Linked DNA regions of Mus musculus: region 2 is linked to region 1. The links are chromatin contacts, called in public ChIA-PET maps. All regions are on one chromosome and are shown on one strand. The core of a region is the stretch at or near the end of the contact, and the rest is flanking DNA. Distances in the headings are between cores, read along the strand shown. Region 1 has its middle 19 kb from the start of Nkx2-6. Region 2 overlaps Slc25a37 (solute carrier family 25, member 37).

Region 1 (4,278 bases), core at 166-2,665:
CCCAGGAGAGAAGAAGCTACATAAGGATCCTGTAAGCCCTGCCCCTTACATCCGGACTTCTGAGAACACACTAGGGTAGGGACTTGGGGTAGGGGACTCAGCTCGTGCCCAAAGTCATCATCTTGAAAATCTGTCAGTGATTCTCATTATTATATTCACCAATATAATTCATCTTTCTAGAGTTGGTGCCCTTCTCCTCGATCCTGTGCCAAGAAATAAATCTAAAAGCAAGAAATTGTGTATTATAGGGTAGAAAAGTGTCTCTGTTCTTTATGAAAGAGAAAATTTGGAAGAAACAAATGCCATATAAAAATGTATCTTTAAGAATTATAAATATATATATGTATATAATATTCTTTCATGATATTTAATGTAGTTTCTCAAAATAGTGTCATAAAAGAACATGATGACATGTAGTTTTTCATACAGCATTAAAAGGCAAATTAAAATCATGAACTAATACTTCTTTAAAGAAAATTTATTAATAAAAAACATCAAAACTATAGACAGATATTATCAGATATAGGTAGTGGGATAGAACTCTTGTGTATTTATATATTGCTTTTGCTTGCTGTGTGTTTATATATTTCCTTTGTTTGCCATAAATGAATTCTGCTTTGATTCTAAAGAAGGGAAGAAGAGAGGAGAGGGATGGAAATTGATTCAAGATGTTTTCCCAATGACTACAGGTTGCTGGGATGAGGTTTGGGTCTTCCCACACTGATGAACACAGAGATTTTTTCAGAGGCTAACCACAATCTATATAGCATTCACAGGTATGCCTGGGTCTGCCTCCTATGCAGTTCTAAAGCCTGTCAAGTTGAGAATTCTAGGAGAAAAAAGGAAAAAGGGAGGAAGGGAGGGAAGAAAGAGAAAGGGAGGGAGAGAAGGAAGTGGGAGGGAGGGGAGGAAGTGGGAGGGAGGGACAGAAGGGGAGGGAGGGGAGGGAGGGAAGGAAGAAGAGGGGGAGGAAGGGGAGAGAGGGAAGGAAGGGGAGGAAGGGAAGGAAAGGGGAGGGAGGGAAGGAAAGGGGAGGGAGGGAAGGAAGGAAGGGGAGGGGCAGAGGGAAGGAAGAAAGGGGAGGGAGGGAGGGAAGAAAGGGGAGAAAGGGAGGGAAGGAAGGGGAGGAAAGGAGGGAAGGAAGGGGAGGAAAGGAGGGAAGGAAGGGGAGGAAGGGAGGGAAGGAAGGAAGGGGAGGGGCAGAGGGAAGGAAGGAAGGGGAGGGAGGGAAGGAAGAGGAAGAAGAAAAAAGGAGAAAAGAAAAAACATTAGTAACAAAGAAGAAAAGGAGACAAAGAAAAGGAGAAGAGGGAAGAGGAGGAGGAGACAAAGAAGAGGTGAAATCCCTGGGCTTACTGTTGAGAAAGAGTGGACTTTGCATTTCTAACCTAACTGCCAGACAACCATCACTGTGAATCACATTCCTAAGAGCAGTCAAAATGAAGAAACAAATGTACTCTGTGCTTTAGTCCTTTCATTTCCCCTGCTCACCCACCCCCATTTGAATAAATCCACACTGTGAAATAAAAGCTAATACAGGAACTAATGCACCCAAGGTTATTAGGAAGCACTGCGGTAATTCCACTGTATGCCCTGCACAGCTCACCTCCATACAACCTACCCTCCACAAAGACTCACAGGGGTTCCTGGCTTCTTGAAGACCCATCATCTGAGGCCCCATGCTCTCATCCTTTGGATTTAGGCACCAGAGGGGCTATCCCCACCATGGTCACCACAGATTGTCCTTAAGTCCGAGACTCACTTCTCACTTGTTTTACCTGGCCTGCCAGTGGCCTTTCATATCTTTTTTACCTACCCGACCCCACCCCCACTTCACAGGCTTCTTTCACTTGGTTCCTGTGGTGGTTTGAATATGCTTGGCCCATGGGAAGTGGCACTATTAGGAGGTGTCACCTTATTGGAGGAGGTGTGGCTTTGTTAAAGGAAATGTGTTATTATGGAGGAAGGGCTTTGAGGTCTCAGATATATGCTCAAGTTTGGCCAGTGTGGCACAGCCCCCCCCATCCCCCCATCTAGCTGTCTTCAGATTAAGATGTAGAACTCTTGGCTCCTCCAGCATTCTATTTTCCTGCACTCTGTCATGCCTCCCACCATGATGAAAATGGACTAAACCTCTGAATCTGTAAGTCAGTCCCAATTAAATCTTTACCTTGATAAGGGATGTCTTTGTCACAGTGTCTCTTCACAGCAATAGAAACCTGAACTAAGACAGTCCCTAAGCCTCACATCACCCTCTCTAACCATTTACCTCTCTCTATCTTCTTTATTATTCTATTCCTCTTCTACCAACCCTTTCCCCTTTGTTTTGACATGAAAATTTTAAGGGGAAAAAGGACACCAAGGTACAAAGCATATCTAGTTGCCACTCATCAAATAGTCAGTTACTGCAGTTTTCCCAAGTGTGCCCTGTCACCACATTATCTGTTGAGCCTGTGCCCTCTTGGCTGCTGAGCAGCCCTGTTGAAATCACACTCCTGTCATTACATCTAAGAAAATTAACAGTAGTAGTGTCATTTGTTTGTATTTCTGTGATGAAACACTGACCAAAAGTAACCTGAGAGATGAGAGTCCATTTGGCTTACAAATTGCAGTTCATCACTGAGAGAAGCCAAGGCAAGAACTGAAGCAGAGGTCATGGAGAAACACTGCTTACTGGCTTGCTTCCAGTCTGACTTTCAGTTAACTCTCATATACTGCCTGGCCCTCCTGCCTAAGAATGGTATCAGCCACAGTGGGTTGGACCCTCCTACATCAATCATCAACCAAAAAAAAAAAAAAATGCCCTACAGACATGTTAACAAGCCAATTAGATTTTTCCATCTGGAAGCAATTCCTCAGTTGAGCTTCCCTCTTTCCAGGTGTGTCAGGTTGACAACTGAAGCTAAACCAAGATAGTATTTGTGTCAGTTAATTCTCATTCAAACTTCCCCATTTCTTTCAATGTATTTAGAACTACAGCTCCTTTGGTTTCTCTTAGTCTTCACTCTTCCATGTTTCTTTAAATAACTGTGGTGATTAGGGTTAATAGTCAACTTGATGGGACCTAAAATTGACTAGGAAATATTTAGATTGTGGCTAGCCTCTGAGAATGTGTACAAGGGACTCTCTTGGTTGGGTTCGTCTATGTGGGAAGATTCATTATAACTATGAACTAAACCGTTTAAAGCAATGCCATGCTGGATTTATATCTCAGGCAGCCTATAGGTCCTACATATAAGATAGATTGGATATATAATCTCGTTCTTTATATATCAAAACAGTTATGGTTTAATATAATATTTTAATATTCTTGAAAATTGTGCATGTAAAATGCTTTCCTCTTAGTGTCCTCAGTTACTACTTGTTTCCACATAAGGGTGTGAATTCTTGAGGACTTATACTTAATAAATTGCTGCAAACAAATACTCTTATTTCTAAGTTAATAAATAAATAAATTATGCACATGTGACTATTAATAACCTTTCAAGCTTTCTAGTTACAACCGCTCCTTAAGAGAAACTATTGAAAGTGCAATTAGTCACTGCCCATGTTACATGAATACTGACTATAACAGTCAAGTACTTGAGACGTTTTGTCAACGTTATTAATTCTAAAGGACAAGATATTGTGGAACTTTAAAACTTTAACTTCTTAAAAGACAAAGAAGGGGGAAATTATATCCCCATGCATATTATTTAGTGCATTCCCATGCACACTATTTAAATCATACTTTTATTTTAGAATTTTGATGTCAAAGAATTTAATAAGTGCTTTATAGTATCTTAAAAGGATCTACTTATTGGCATATGGTTTGATCCTAAACAGCTACCTTATTAGGGAAGGGAAAAACATAGGTTCTCTCCACAGAATGCTGCAGAAGCATGATGGTTAATTCGTGTGACAAGCTGGCAGGTGAGTTGGCTCAGTGCCCTGACTGAAGTGACAAGTAAGCTAAACTGAGTACATGTTTTTGGCCCATCCTTGCTTGCCATTTTTCCAGATTGGACTAGTGAAGCTGTCTTGCTTCAAGCTTTTTAACTTTATGGCAAAAAGAACATCAGAGACTGTATATTCTGACTTAGTAAGATTAGTCATTTAATAGAGTCATAATGATTTTTCTCTTTTCTTCAATGTGACCAGTTATTCTAACTCAATCTTAGACTGGTCTAGTAATAATTCCAATATTAGAGATTCCTATTGTAGAAAGCTAAAAATTTTAATTACCTAGCAAAGTTAATTCGGAGCACAGCCTCCACTTCCAGAGAATCTCTGGCCTTT
Region 2 (4,187 bases), core at 1,540-4,039, 90 kb after region 1:
CCAATAACAGCATCACCCCATAACTTGGTACTTAAGGGCCAAACTTCTTGCAAAGGCAGTGTTACGGGTTGAACGTGAAATGTCTCCAACAAACGAGGGCTTTAAGTGCTGGTGGCATTCTTGGGAGGTCGTTGAATCTTTGGGAGATGGAGCCTACCTGTAAGAAGGGGGTAGGGATGGCACCAAGGGTTCTGCCTGCTCTCCATTTCTCTCTCTCTCTCTCTCTCTCTCTCTCTCTCTCTCTCTCTCTCTCTCTCTCTCTCTCTCTCTCTCTCTCTCTCTCTCTCTCTCTTTCTCTCTTTGGTTTTTCAAGACAGGGTTTCTCTGTATAGCCCTGGCTGTCCTGGAACTCACTTTGTAGACCAGGCTGGCCTCGAACTCAGAAATCTGCCTGCCTCTGCCTCCCGAGTGCTGAGATTAAAGGCGTGTGCCACCACACCACGGCTCTGCTCTCCATTTCTTCTTATTTCTCTGTTCCCTCTGAGTCTCCCTCCCTCTCAGAAGTGAGCAAGCATCTCACATACCCTTGCCTTCCGTGATGTGACTGATCACACCTCCCTATAAGGCACAATCTTCCTCCTCTGTTTTCTTGAAGTTGTTCTCTTGCCCACTTGGTCTTTCTTGCCCCTGTCCCCTAGCTGTTTTGCCTGTTGGGTGACAGGTTGGGAGCTTTGCCCCCCATGTCCTTTACCATGTTGTAAATAACCCTGTAACTGGCACCACCACCACTCTCATCCCCTTCTTACTTCATTGGGTCCTGGCACTGAATTTTGACCTAAAGAGCTCAATCAATTAGCTCAGAGGCTTCATGGCCATTCTTGATGACTGTGAAGATTTCCTGGGCCCAATCCATGTAGATGGTTATGGATTTAGCCAGGCATTTTATCATGGTGAAAAGGGAAGAGAAGGGGGGAGGAGAGAGAAGAGGATGGGGAGGGAGGAAAGGAGGGAGTGGGAGGAGCCTGAGGATGGGGAGGAGAAGCAGGAGGAGGAAACAACCTAGAGGCTAGAAAGATGGTCCTATAGGTAAGAGTGCATGCTGCTCTTATAGGGGACCTCAGTATGGTCTCCAGTGCCCACACTGGGTGGCTCCCAACAGCCTGTAAACTTCAAGGGAATCCAATGTTCTCTTCTGAACTCTGTGGGCACCTGCACTCATGTGCACATACATACCTGCCCCCCACCCAACCCCCAACACATACACAAAATTGTTTTAGAATTTAAAACGGCAGCTTAAATGGTTACTATAGCTTACTATGGACAAAACCCCAAAGCAGTGTGTCTATGGCCCAGGCTTTCCCTTCCCAACCCATACTTAAAGGTCTACATTCAGCCTTAGATTATATAGGACACTTGGTAATAATCCTCTATTCCTCTCTCCCACACATGCCCCCCACACACAGCTAAATCTGTTGGACAGCAGTGGGAGAATGGCATCCTCCCGAGGCATCCATCCCACCAAGGGCTCTCCTTCAGCATCAGCATTGAGTTCTTCCTAGTAGAGCAGTTACCCACTAAAAGTCACGACAGGAGACCTTAGCTGAGGAGAAAAGAAAACCCTTCCTTTAGGGACTTTTGGAGGCAGGAACTGTGTTCTGCAGGGGGCTCTGAGTAACAGGAGAAAGGCCAGGAGCTAAGAGAGGCGGCACTAACCAAGAACTCTAAGGTGAAACCAGCTTTATCCCTCTCAAAAAAATCGTACTTCACACCAAACGTGTGCTATGGACCAGCCTAGTGTACTACCAGCTCTCAGGGAGACAAGCACCCAGATCTGTAAAAACCGCTCGTTTCTGTGGTGAATACTGCCCCACTGGAGCAGATTGCGAATGTCCAGCATAATATTAGTCCCTGCATGGAAAGAAACGCAACATGAACACTGAGGGGCCAGGCCAGACAGAGCAGCTTCAGCCCCCCCAGGCTAGGGAGAACCAGTGAACCTAACCAACAGTACACAAAGAGGTTCCATGCTACCTGTAACCCCCATAGCATGGAGCACTGCCATCTTGGGGAAGGGGACTGAAGTGTGTCAGTGAGGTGCTAGGGACTAAGCCAGAACCTCTCATATGTGCTAGGCAAGTACTTGGACACTCAGCTTAACCCTAGACCACCTTAAACTTTTTAAAAATAAAAGATTTTAAGATTATTTTCAGTTATGCATATGTGCGGAGGGCTACGTGCACTAAGTGCAGACACCCTTGGAGGCCAGAAGCATCATCAGATTCCCTAAACGAAGTTGCAGATGGGTGTGAACCACCTATAGTGTAGGGGACTGAACCCAGGTCCTCAGTAAGAATGGCAGGTGCTTTAAATGGAGCCAGGTCTCCCATTCACACAACCTGCCCCACTAAGCTACTCATGGTGGCTTGACTAATCTCTTTAATCCATGTTGGTCTTGAATGTATCACCTCCTGCCTCCCAGGTAGCTGGCATCAACAGGCCTGCGACAACAGGGCGGGCTGGCTTTGTATTCTACTAGACTGCATCTTATGGAGGGTAGGACATCTCACGCTTCCTTCCCACAGCTCCACATGACTTCCGCTCACCACCACTACCATGTTTGCCGGCTGAGGCAGGCAGGCAGACTGGGTTGAATCAGTAGACCCTGAACCCACCCCACACCCCCACACCAAAATGCAGCAGCTACAAGCCACAAGGGACATAGAGTAGCTCAGAGTCGGGTAGGAGGAGACAAGTCAGACAGTTGCTCCGTGGCACTCTCCGCTCTGCACCTTTGCCCACCTGGCACCTGTGTCCATGGCTGGATTCCAGGCTTAGCCTCCGTTCTAACTTTGTACCTTTTTGGGAGAGACTCGGCAGTCATACTGAGCAGATCTTTGGCCTTGGTTCTGGGGATAGAGTCCAGCGTTCTCAAAGCAAACGTTTTCCTTTCAGGCTTCCTCACCTGTACCTCTTGGGAAAGTTCTACTCTCTGGCTTTGGCTGTGATATTTTGAGACTGTGGACTCTGGTCATCTGAGACTTTCTCTGTAAGAGGTTCCTGACGGACTCTGCACAGAGGTATGTGCGGGGGCGGGGTGGGGATGGGGTGAGGGAGCCATCCTCCTGATGTTCAAGCAGGAGGCCTCTAGGCCGTGTGATGTACATGAGCGCCCTCTGCTGGCAAGATGATCTGCTTCCTATTCAGCTAGTTCCCAGCGCATCAAGTCTCCTCTGAACCCATTCTCCGGACCCTTCTGCATCCCCACAAAGACCCCACAATGGTTTCAAGATCAATGCTTTATTTTTTCCAGCTCCAGTGTTACAACTGTAGCAGCACGACAGACATCCACACATGTGAACACAATGCTGCTCTCCAAACCCAAAGGCCACAAAGGCAAAAACAATCTTGACCACAGGTATTTTAAGACATTCGGAAAGCAACACTAGGCCACTCTTATCCCACACACTGTGTGACCGGTAACGGCACATTTGTTGTTCATAGACATAATTATCCATAAATAAAGTTAAATAAAACCTTAATGGCATAGCAGTATGTTGGAGATATAGCCTTGGGGGTGACACTGGAGGGTGATGGTTGTGAGAAATGAGACAGAGAGAAGGGGCAGGGGGACAGAGGGGAAAGCTCACATAAAAGTAGCTATATTTAATCCAATTCTTTAAAAAGTCATGAATTAAGAGCATCCCATTTTTAAAGATCAATATTTATCTATAATAAATTAACACTCATCTATTAAATGGTTGACTGTCACATGGCCTGAACACACACACACACACACACACACACAGCTAAAGTATTATCATTGTACACAGGTGGGATGGTCCATCCTTGGATGTCACTCCAAAGATGCCAATGACCGAGATAGGTTATGGCTATCCTAAACTGGTCACTGAGCCTTTTCCTATCTTGAAATTTGCAACGTCAAAAATGACAATCAACACACTGGCTATCATGTGCGTGAGGGTCAAGGACAATTTCAATGTTGGAGCTAAGGGAGGGGGGACTGACTGGCACAGAACTTACGTTGAATGTATCCCAACCTTTAACAACTTTTTTGCAGACATATCACTCGCTCAACCTTAGGGTGACTGAATTGGATGGGCAGGTTAAAAAAGCTATCTTCCTGCAGACCCACCAATCATGAGGAGAGGATAGCCAGGATGGGACCCCTGGACTTCAAGCTCACAGAGTCCTGAAGTCCTGGTCCTACCTTATAAGGCCATGACCAA

The links. ChIA-PET counts read pairs in DNA pulled down with a chosen protein or histone mark.
Region 2: a CTCF ChIA-PET map of liver shows a contact between it and region 1, with 4 times the contacts expected there. The contact joins two enhancer-like sites. A contact is called at or near these places in 1 of 39 promoter capture datasets (embryonic stem cells), 11 of 15 datasets of contacts at CTCF or cohesin (CD8 T cells, the G1E-ER4 cell line, the NIH/3T3 cell line and 5 more), 192 of 484 Hi-C or Micro-C datasets (3T3-L1-derived adipocytes, the AML12 cell line, the AtT-20 cell line and 94 more), 16 of 115 datasets of contacts at active chromatin or transcription factors (Th17 cells, Th2 cells, astrocytes and 10 more) and 1 of 9 other capture datasets (embryonic stem cells).

What each region holds. Positions count from the first base shown.
Region 1 is chr14:69,150,181-69,154,458 of GRCm38.p6, forward strand. No RefSeq gene overlaps it. Among named protein-coding and RNA genes, the nearest start is that of Nkx2-6, 19 kb to the right of the region's middle. Within about 2 kb of position 1,416, at least 2 of the 459 cell types and tissues checked have an H3K27ac peak or open chromatin away from gene starts, as enhancers often do. A contact at or near this core is called in hepatocytes and liver, where this site is marked.
Region 2 is chr14:69,238,627-69,242,813 of GRCm38.p6, forward strand. Slc25a37 (solute carrier family 25, member 37) reads right to left here. Exons shown (of 4, transcript NM_026331.3): 4 at 3,225-4,187. Among named protein-coding and RNA genes, the nearest start is that of Gm27222, 18 kb to the right of the region's middle. Within about 2 kb of position 2,790, at least 8 of the 459 cell types and tissues checked have an H3K27ac peak or open chromatin away from gene starts, as enhancers often do. A contact at or near this core is called in hepatocytes and liver, where this site is marked.